2 separate regions of the Mus musculus genome follow, and region 1 is linked to region 2. A link is a contact called in public Hi-C data. All regions are on one chromosome and are shown on one strand. The core of a region is the stretch at or near the end of the contact, and the rest is flanking DNA. Distances in the headings are between cores, read along the strand shown. Region 1 has its middle 130 kb from the start of Gm30305. Region 2 overlaps Hs3st3a1 (heparan sulfate (glucosamine) 3-O-sulfotransferase 3A1).

Region 1 (3,807 bases), core at 845-3,344, 150 kb before region 2:
AGCCCAGCAATTACTTTAGCAGACTTCTGCTACATACACAAAGCAGATGGAAAAGGCTATTTCCTGAGTATTAACTAAAAGGCAAAATATGCCAAGCCTAGGGGAGCACTTTATTTTTCCCATGTTCTCCTGCACTACAAGCAACACACACACACACACACACACACACACACACACACACACACACACACACACATACACACACACACACACACACACGCACGCACGCACACGCACGCACACGCACACGCACACGCACGCACGCACACGCACGCACACGCACACGCACACGCACGCGCGCATACTCACATGCATATGTACACACACACAGTCATGAGAAAATATTTATTTCTGTAGTTTCAGTTAAGGTTAGAAAGTTTCTATACAACCCCATCTTTGTTGAAACTATGGATTTTTGTTTTCTTTGTACTTCACGTTCCTGTTTCACTTGGCATCTTCACAAGATAAATTTCACCTCACATAGTCCTAGCATCCTTGGACCTATTTATTAAAACCATAATGATTTTTTTTCAGCGAAATCAACACGGCACTGTTAAAACAAAACAAAACAAACAAACAAACAAAACAAAACAAAACAAAAAAACAACTCAAACTTCCAGCTCAAACTGGAATGGTTGCTGCCATGAATTAAGGAATTAATGAAGACACAGGAAAAGAAACAAACAACAAAGACAAAACCTTTACCATGCCCAAAATGCTAAAAGGAGGAAACAGACATGGTGTTTTGGAGACATGGCCAATAAGCAAATGTACCATTTTGGCAGCCCCTAGAACCTGATGAAATAAGGTCACCATGACTGCCAGCTACAGCTGGGTTGGGTGACAGCAGGCATGGTCAACTAGTCCTCTGCTCTGTACTATGCTATGAAGAAGGTAGAAACTGTTCTTTTGCCTCGGGGCCCCACGGGCTCCACTATCTGGAAACTCAATCCAAGAAGGTCACTGGGTACAAAGTGCCCTGTGCTGCCAGAACGTGCTGGGGTTTGCTCATGAGCTGGCACCGTCACCACCTGGTAACCCAGAGCATGATGGGTTAGCTGTGGCTGTAAGTGAAACCAGGGAAGGCTTTCAAATAAACCTACAAAAACAGACACCGTGTAAAAGGCTGCAACACCGTCAAAACCGCAACTGTTGATCAAATTGACTCCAAATGCAGTGTTTTTGGCTTGGGTGTTTTTCTCTGTAACTCTTTTTAAGAAATTCTTCTTGGTCTGAACATGGTGCCTTCCATAATTAACTTCTGCTATTTCTTTTTTTTTTCTTTCATTTTTTTACATTTGGCCCGTGATGACTCCAGAGGCACGTGGGATGCCCTTCTTTCCGTGTGTATTGTCAAACCCAAACCAAACTTTTGACCTGACTCCAGAATCAGAGCACAAGGGCAGATGGCAAGCAGCTTGGTCCCCACAGCTTATGCAAACCAGCTTCTGGGGAGGGTTCTGGGGGGAGGCAGAGCACCAAAGAGGAAGTTAACTGGACTCCTGAACAAATGAGTGCAGTATGAAGGGGACCTCGGGAGCCATTTGGTGTTCATTAACGAGCATTCGGTAGCTGCTTTGTCATTTTTCCTGTTTGTCATAAAAAATAAATAGACTTTAATAGATGATCCAACCTAGCAGGTTTTGGCAACAACGTAGACTGCATCCCATCATGATCTCAATGGGTGTAATTTAGAGTAAGATGGAACGTGAAACCATTTCCAGCGCACATCGGGGAGTGAGTGACATAGATTTAGTCCCTGATTGTGCAGAAATGAAAACCAGGGCTGTCTTGGATGTGTATTAAATCATGTATTCTGTTTTATGGAGTTTGGGCTATAAACAGCATATTTCAGAATAATTAACCCTGTCATTTTTGACTTAAAAGTTTGTTTTTAAGAATAGGAGTGTTTTATGTAAAAAGCAGAAGCTTAAGTGCCTTAATAGATTGCATGAAGGCCAAAAGAAACTCAAAGGGCAGTTCCCGTTAACTCACAGGTCAAAATTACCATCAGTTAGCAAGAATTAGGACAGGCCCAGTGAACCCAGGGGAAATTGTATGCTTGATGAGAAAGAGCTGGGATTCCAGGCGGGGCCTCTCGCCTGCCTGCCCAGGCTGTGAGGTGAGTGGCCAGCTCCCAGGACTCGTTCCTTTGAGTATGACACTTTGGATAAGCGGCTCCTTTTCCACAGAGCCACAGCAGGAATGGATTAACCTCTGTGGCAAACTCGGGGTCTCTTATCTGGGGCCTGCTCAGATTTTCTGCCTGGTGGGTGACATGTCTTGATCTTAGTTACTCCTAAGGGATTTTCCTTGAGATATAGTTTTTTGATTTGTTCTGGATTTGTAGCCTATACTTAGTTTTCTTTGTTCTCAAAATACGGGAATTTCCTCCATGCAAATTCAAGAGATCAGTTGCATGTGTAAAATTCCTAAGTTTTGAACGAACTTCTCCCCACGTTCAGAGTCCCCAGTTTCCAATCAATCAGTGGCAACCTTCCCCCCCCCCCCCCCCGTGGCTGGAAGAAGAAAAACATCAAATTATAGATGCCTGGTTTCAAAAACAAACTCAATAATATTTGTTAATGCACTGTGGTATATGAACAATGCATGTGTCACATTCAGCATCTTTCCAGAAGAGGTATGTCTAAGTAGTCCCGTTTGATTCATCAGACACAAAGACTGGGTACATGCTACAGGGTGACCAAGTGAGTGACAGGCGTGAAAATGAGACAACATTCCTTTCTTGGGGACTTGGTAGAGAGCATCTAATGCTCTTTTCAGATTCCAAAGCAATTCCTTCTCACACCACAGTGTCATCAGCTATTCTGTCCCTCAAGCCCAAACCCACATAACATTTGTTTCACATGGTATTTATGAATGTGACTAGTATTTACAACCTTACAAATGCTCTCTCATGAAATGGATGGTTTTGCTTATGAGGTCAATGATCCAGGAAGAGAAAAATCAATATTTACCTAGAAAAAGGCAAAAGCACCAACACTGGTCAATATGTACTCTTCCAGAGGACAGCTCAGAGAAAACGTAAAACAACCAAAGTTTGTCTGCGGCCATCATGCCGAGTGACCCACACAAGCAGGATCATCTCTCAGCTCACGTATTGAATGAGCAACTTTGATTGGCAGTGTCTCGCTGTCCTTTGAGGCAGCAATGGGAATCTTGCCTGTGGAAGGGGACATCACATAAAGTATTCAGAGTCTACACAACCTGGACTCCAGTTTCTTTTCTGGGACGGGGGGAGGAGAGTGAAAAACCTGCCATTCAATTTCAGAATGTTGGGTCTGTCCTTTCTTCTTCTAGTTCTAGCACACTCCTGAGGCATAAAGATTGTTGGTCTCATTTCACAGTAAAAATAACTGTGGTCAAGAGATAATAATTTGCGTTATGTTTCTATGGCTTCGGTGGGTGAAGCTAAGTATTTCCGCTAAACAAAAGAAAACAACATATTGAAACTGTATGGCATTTCTCTATAATATTCGGGAAGAAGCCTCATGACATGCCAATCGCTCATAAGAAGCTTAGTGTTCATATCTATTTGTTCATAATCAAGGACCAAAAATGAGAACTTTGATCACAGCTACCTGAAATGTGTTAACTAATTTACCCCTTATTTCAATATTGTCTTATTCATTTTACCAGTGTAGCAAGTGTTTGTTTTTTCCCAGTAGAATAAATCGAACTGTAAGAGGATTCTATAACAAACCTTTCTCCAAAGCTAAGAAACTTTCAGCCATTTAGGATCTGCGGTGCTTAAGTTCAGTTGTCTGCTCGATGGGACGTAGAATT
Region 2 (3,757 bases), core at 1,073-3,572:
AGTTAAAAACGGAAGCACAAAATGACAGTATGCCACCTAGGCAGGGGTTTCAAGTCTGATAATGCTGGCAGTACAGACAGTGAACTCAGCAAGGAAGCCACTTAGCTATAGGATGTGTCCTCCACCATGGCTCTCCTGCACTCTGTAATGGATCTCTCCATCTCTTCCAACCTGGAATGTAGAAATAGCTTCAGGTTGCTCTGGGAGTGTCTACACCATAGCAAAGATATTGAGCCCATTTAGTGGGGAGATTTATATAGGCTGGTCAGGATATTCCAAGCCATGTTATCAACCCTACTAACGTCTATACCCCATAACCAGCTTCCCCAGCTCTGAGACCTACTTCTCATATGTTTGTAGTTAAAAATGAAAAAAAAAAAAAAGGTGGGGGGGTGACTCTGGAGAGATGGCTCAGCACTTAAGAGCACTTGTTGATCTTGCAGAGAAATTGGGTTTGGTTCTCAGCACACACATGGTAATCTGCAACCACCTGTAACTCCAGTTCCAGGGGATCAACACCGTCTTCTGACTTCTGCAGGTTATGCACATGGTACACAGACATTACGTGCAGGCAAAACACCTGCACATAAAAATGATAGATGCTAGATAGATGGATATATATATATATATATATATAGATAGATAGATAGATAGAGAGAGAGAGAGATGATAGATAGATAGATAGATAGATAGATAGATAGATAGATAGATAGATAGATATTTTTTTAAAAAATTTTTAAAGCCAAGTGTCTCATTTGCCTGACTCCTATTTTGGCTCTTCATCTTCCTCAAGTCCTGTCATCTGTACCATGGCTCCCTGTCCCCAAAAACCAGTCGAGGGGAGGCTCATCCTGCCTGGGACCGAGAGGCACTGCAAGAAGGGAGGCAGCCAGCCCGCAGCGGCCTCCAGGGTAAGGGAGCTTGAGACACAGCATTGTGTGCAGAGCACCTAAGCGCAAGCTGCCTTTTCTGTTCCCTAAGCGCTTCCTGGCTCCTTTGATGTCTTCATTTGGGGGTTTAGGATAATCTTAGCTATTTAAGATACACAAAATAGCACAAAGAAATTCTTGGTATATAAACTACTCCTCCCAGGGAGGCATCATTACACAGGTGCAGATCAAGTACAACACGCTGGTGAAAGCCAAGGTATCCATCTCAGTTAACTAGACTGAATGTGGTAGCACATGCCTATAACCCCAACACTTGGGAGGCTGAGACAGCCAGTCTGGGCTACATGCAGAGATGCCATCTGCAAACAAGAAACAACACATACAAACATGAGAACCTACCTCTCCCTCTATTCACCCTAGAGTTCTTCCAAGAACCCCAGAGAGTGCCCGACATAACGTAGCACTAAGTGCAAACCACTTATATGCACTCACACATAAATGTAATGGCTTTTACCTCGCCACTGAGCACTTCCACGCTGTGGCCACAGCTTCTGCACTTTGAAGCATACAAGAAAAAATTGTACAGGTTTCTTTTTTTTTTTTCCTTCAGAATTCTGCAGACAGAAGACTCATCATGCTACAGACCTCACGAACCCAGCATTCGAGAGAAATCTCTCCCTTGACTCAGATTTGGACTTTTCACTTAAGGGAAGCCCTTTGCACCTCTTCTTCTTCATGTCCAACATACCAACTCCTGGGCTTTGTCTCATATTAAGTAGACTAAAGATTGGTTACCCAGAAGCACGGAGGATACTAGGACAGTGGAGTTGGGAAGGGAGATGGTTGCTAAGTACACTAGACACAGGGGTGACTCATGTCCCATAGAACGCCATGCCACATCCTGCTATCCAAAAAGGCTCCAAATTTGAGAATCGTGAATTGTTTGTCTCTGGATTGCCCCATTGATGTGTTTTTAGACTATGATTGAGCACAGGTAAGTGGAACTTCAGTTATATGGAGGCTGCCACATAATGCCATTCATTCAACCATCTGCAGCATCCATGTGTGCCTAATTTGTCTCCACAAACACGTATTCTTCTGTTCTAGGCCCCAATTAAGAGAACACCTCCCTAAATGTATATGCTTCTTAATAATGAGTCACTGTTGTCTTCTCCCATGTGAAAGAGATTATGCGCCTTACCAGGTTTTAGGCCACCTTGACATTTTTCAAAAGTCACACTGCACCAGTGTGTTGCAAAGCTCAATTTGGAATCTTGGGACTGTCTTATTTACATGGGTTCTGGACACAGGGGATGGGGGTGGATGAATACCCACAGATGAAAGAATATTATGTTCAATGAATAATATCAGGACAACGTAGAAGATCTCAGCAAAAGAGGCCCCTGGGTTAACTAATTAAGCTCACTTCTGCCAGGCTTCCAGTCATGTCCCTACTCCTTCTGCTGTTTTAACCTGACCCCACCTATCCACAGGCCCAGAAATGCATCCCTAACTGATGTCATCACCATCCCAAGAGTTGTCCTGCACTTGGTAGGCACAGGACAAGCGCTGGAAGGGTTAAGCTGGCTTCTGTATGCCTCCTGTTCTATTAAGACCCTCCTCCAGAGCTGCACCACGCAGGGGAAGGAATAAGCCTGCAATAAAGTCATCTGGAAGCGTTTTCATCTGAAGCCAGCTTTCAGAAACAGAGGCAAAATGCACTAACAAAAGTAATCTGGGCATATGGCATTCCTTCCTCATGCACATGTCTAATATAAATCCTCTAATCATTTGTATCTTGCTTTTTGGGTTTATTGTCAAGTCAAGTCTTTTATTTCTCTCCAACAAATAAACTGCCGAGAGAGAGAGAGAGAGAGAGAGAGAGAGAGAGAGAGAGAGAACCACCCATACCTAAAGAGATCAGTACAGCAGCTGGGCTACGAAGCCTATACCTGCTATCTAAGTTCATTATTATTTCTTCCTTTCCCCTTCCCCTTCCCCTTCCCCTTCCCCCCCTTCCCCTTTCCTTTCCTTTCCTTTCCTTTCCTTCAAACACAATTAGTCTGGAAGTTGTCAGGGAAATTTACTGAGTATTTTACCACTAGGTGGCGCTACACAACACATTCAAAGTAGGTGGCTCACGAGCGAGAAGGAATTTTGTTTATATCCTTTCAAAGACTCTCTCTTGCATTCCTAATGGCAAGTACTTAACTGCATTATTAATAAACACTCCCCCCTTCCTGCCAGACATCTGCCATTGTCTGACAACTCCTGAGACCGGCTAAAACTGTACTCTGCAGTGTGGAACTCAAGAGAGGCGTTGGACAATCGTACGTGTTCAGGTGCCTGAGAAATATCAGCTACTCAAGAGTTGTATCTATCGTTGGAAGCAGGAATTAGGCGAGATCTGAGCACTGGGTTCACATATGTTTGCTTATTAGTTGTATCCATATATCCCACAGAAATCAAATCAACACAAGCTCTCAAGTGTTAAGCCTCTGACCAAGGCGAAGGCTAGAGGGCAGAAGTGTTGCTTCTTTCTTGTGCGTGTATATAAAAGGCACATGTCTGGTAAGAAACTTGCACAATTTTAACTCATGGCTTGAAGATAACAAAATTCCTAGACACCCAGGGTTTCATATTGTTGGGAAATAGAGACCAAGAAACTACACTAGATCGCCTTGTTTTATATTTTGGGTTTTTTGTTTTGTTTTTTGTTTGTTTGTTTTGGGGGGTGTTGTTTTTTATGTAGTTCCTCACTAGGGAACCAAACTAGCTTCAAGCTTGAGGTCTTCCTTATTCAACCTCCATAGTTCTGGGTTACAAGGTGAGTCACTGTGTCTGGCAAAACAAGTTCTCTTTATATG

What was found. A called contact is a pair of places that touch in the nucleus more often than the background predicts.
Region 1: a Hi-C map of cranial neural crest shows a contact between it and region 2, with 2.6 times the contacts expected there. The contact joins two enhancer-like sites. A contact is called at or near these places in 1 of 39 promoter capture datasets (liver), 2 of 484 Hi-C or Micro-C datasets (cranial neural crest and nephron progenitors) and 2 of 9 other capture datasets (adipose tissue and pancreatic islet).

Annotation. Positions count from the first base shown.
Region 1 is chr11:64,586,423-64,590,229 of GRCm38.p6, reverse strand. No RefSeq gene overlaps it. Among named protein-coding and RNA genes, the nearest start is that of Gm30305, 130 kb to the left of the region's middle. Within about 2 kb of position 2,094, at least 23 of the 459 cell types and tissues checked have an H3K27ac peak or open chromatin away from gene starts, as enhancers often do.
Region 2 is chr11:64,441,641-64,445,397 of GRCm38.p6, reverse strand. The region is part of intron 1 of Hs3st3a1 (heparan sulfate (glucosamine) 3-O-sulfotransferase 3A1); the gene reads right to left. Among named protein-coding and RNA genes, the nearest start is that of F930015N05Rik, 6.8 kb to the right of the region's middle. Within about 2 kb of position 2,322, at least 4 of the 459 cell types and tissues checked have an H3K27ac peak or open chromatin away from gene starts, as enhancers often do.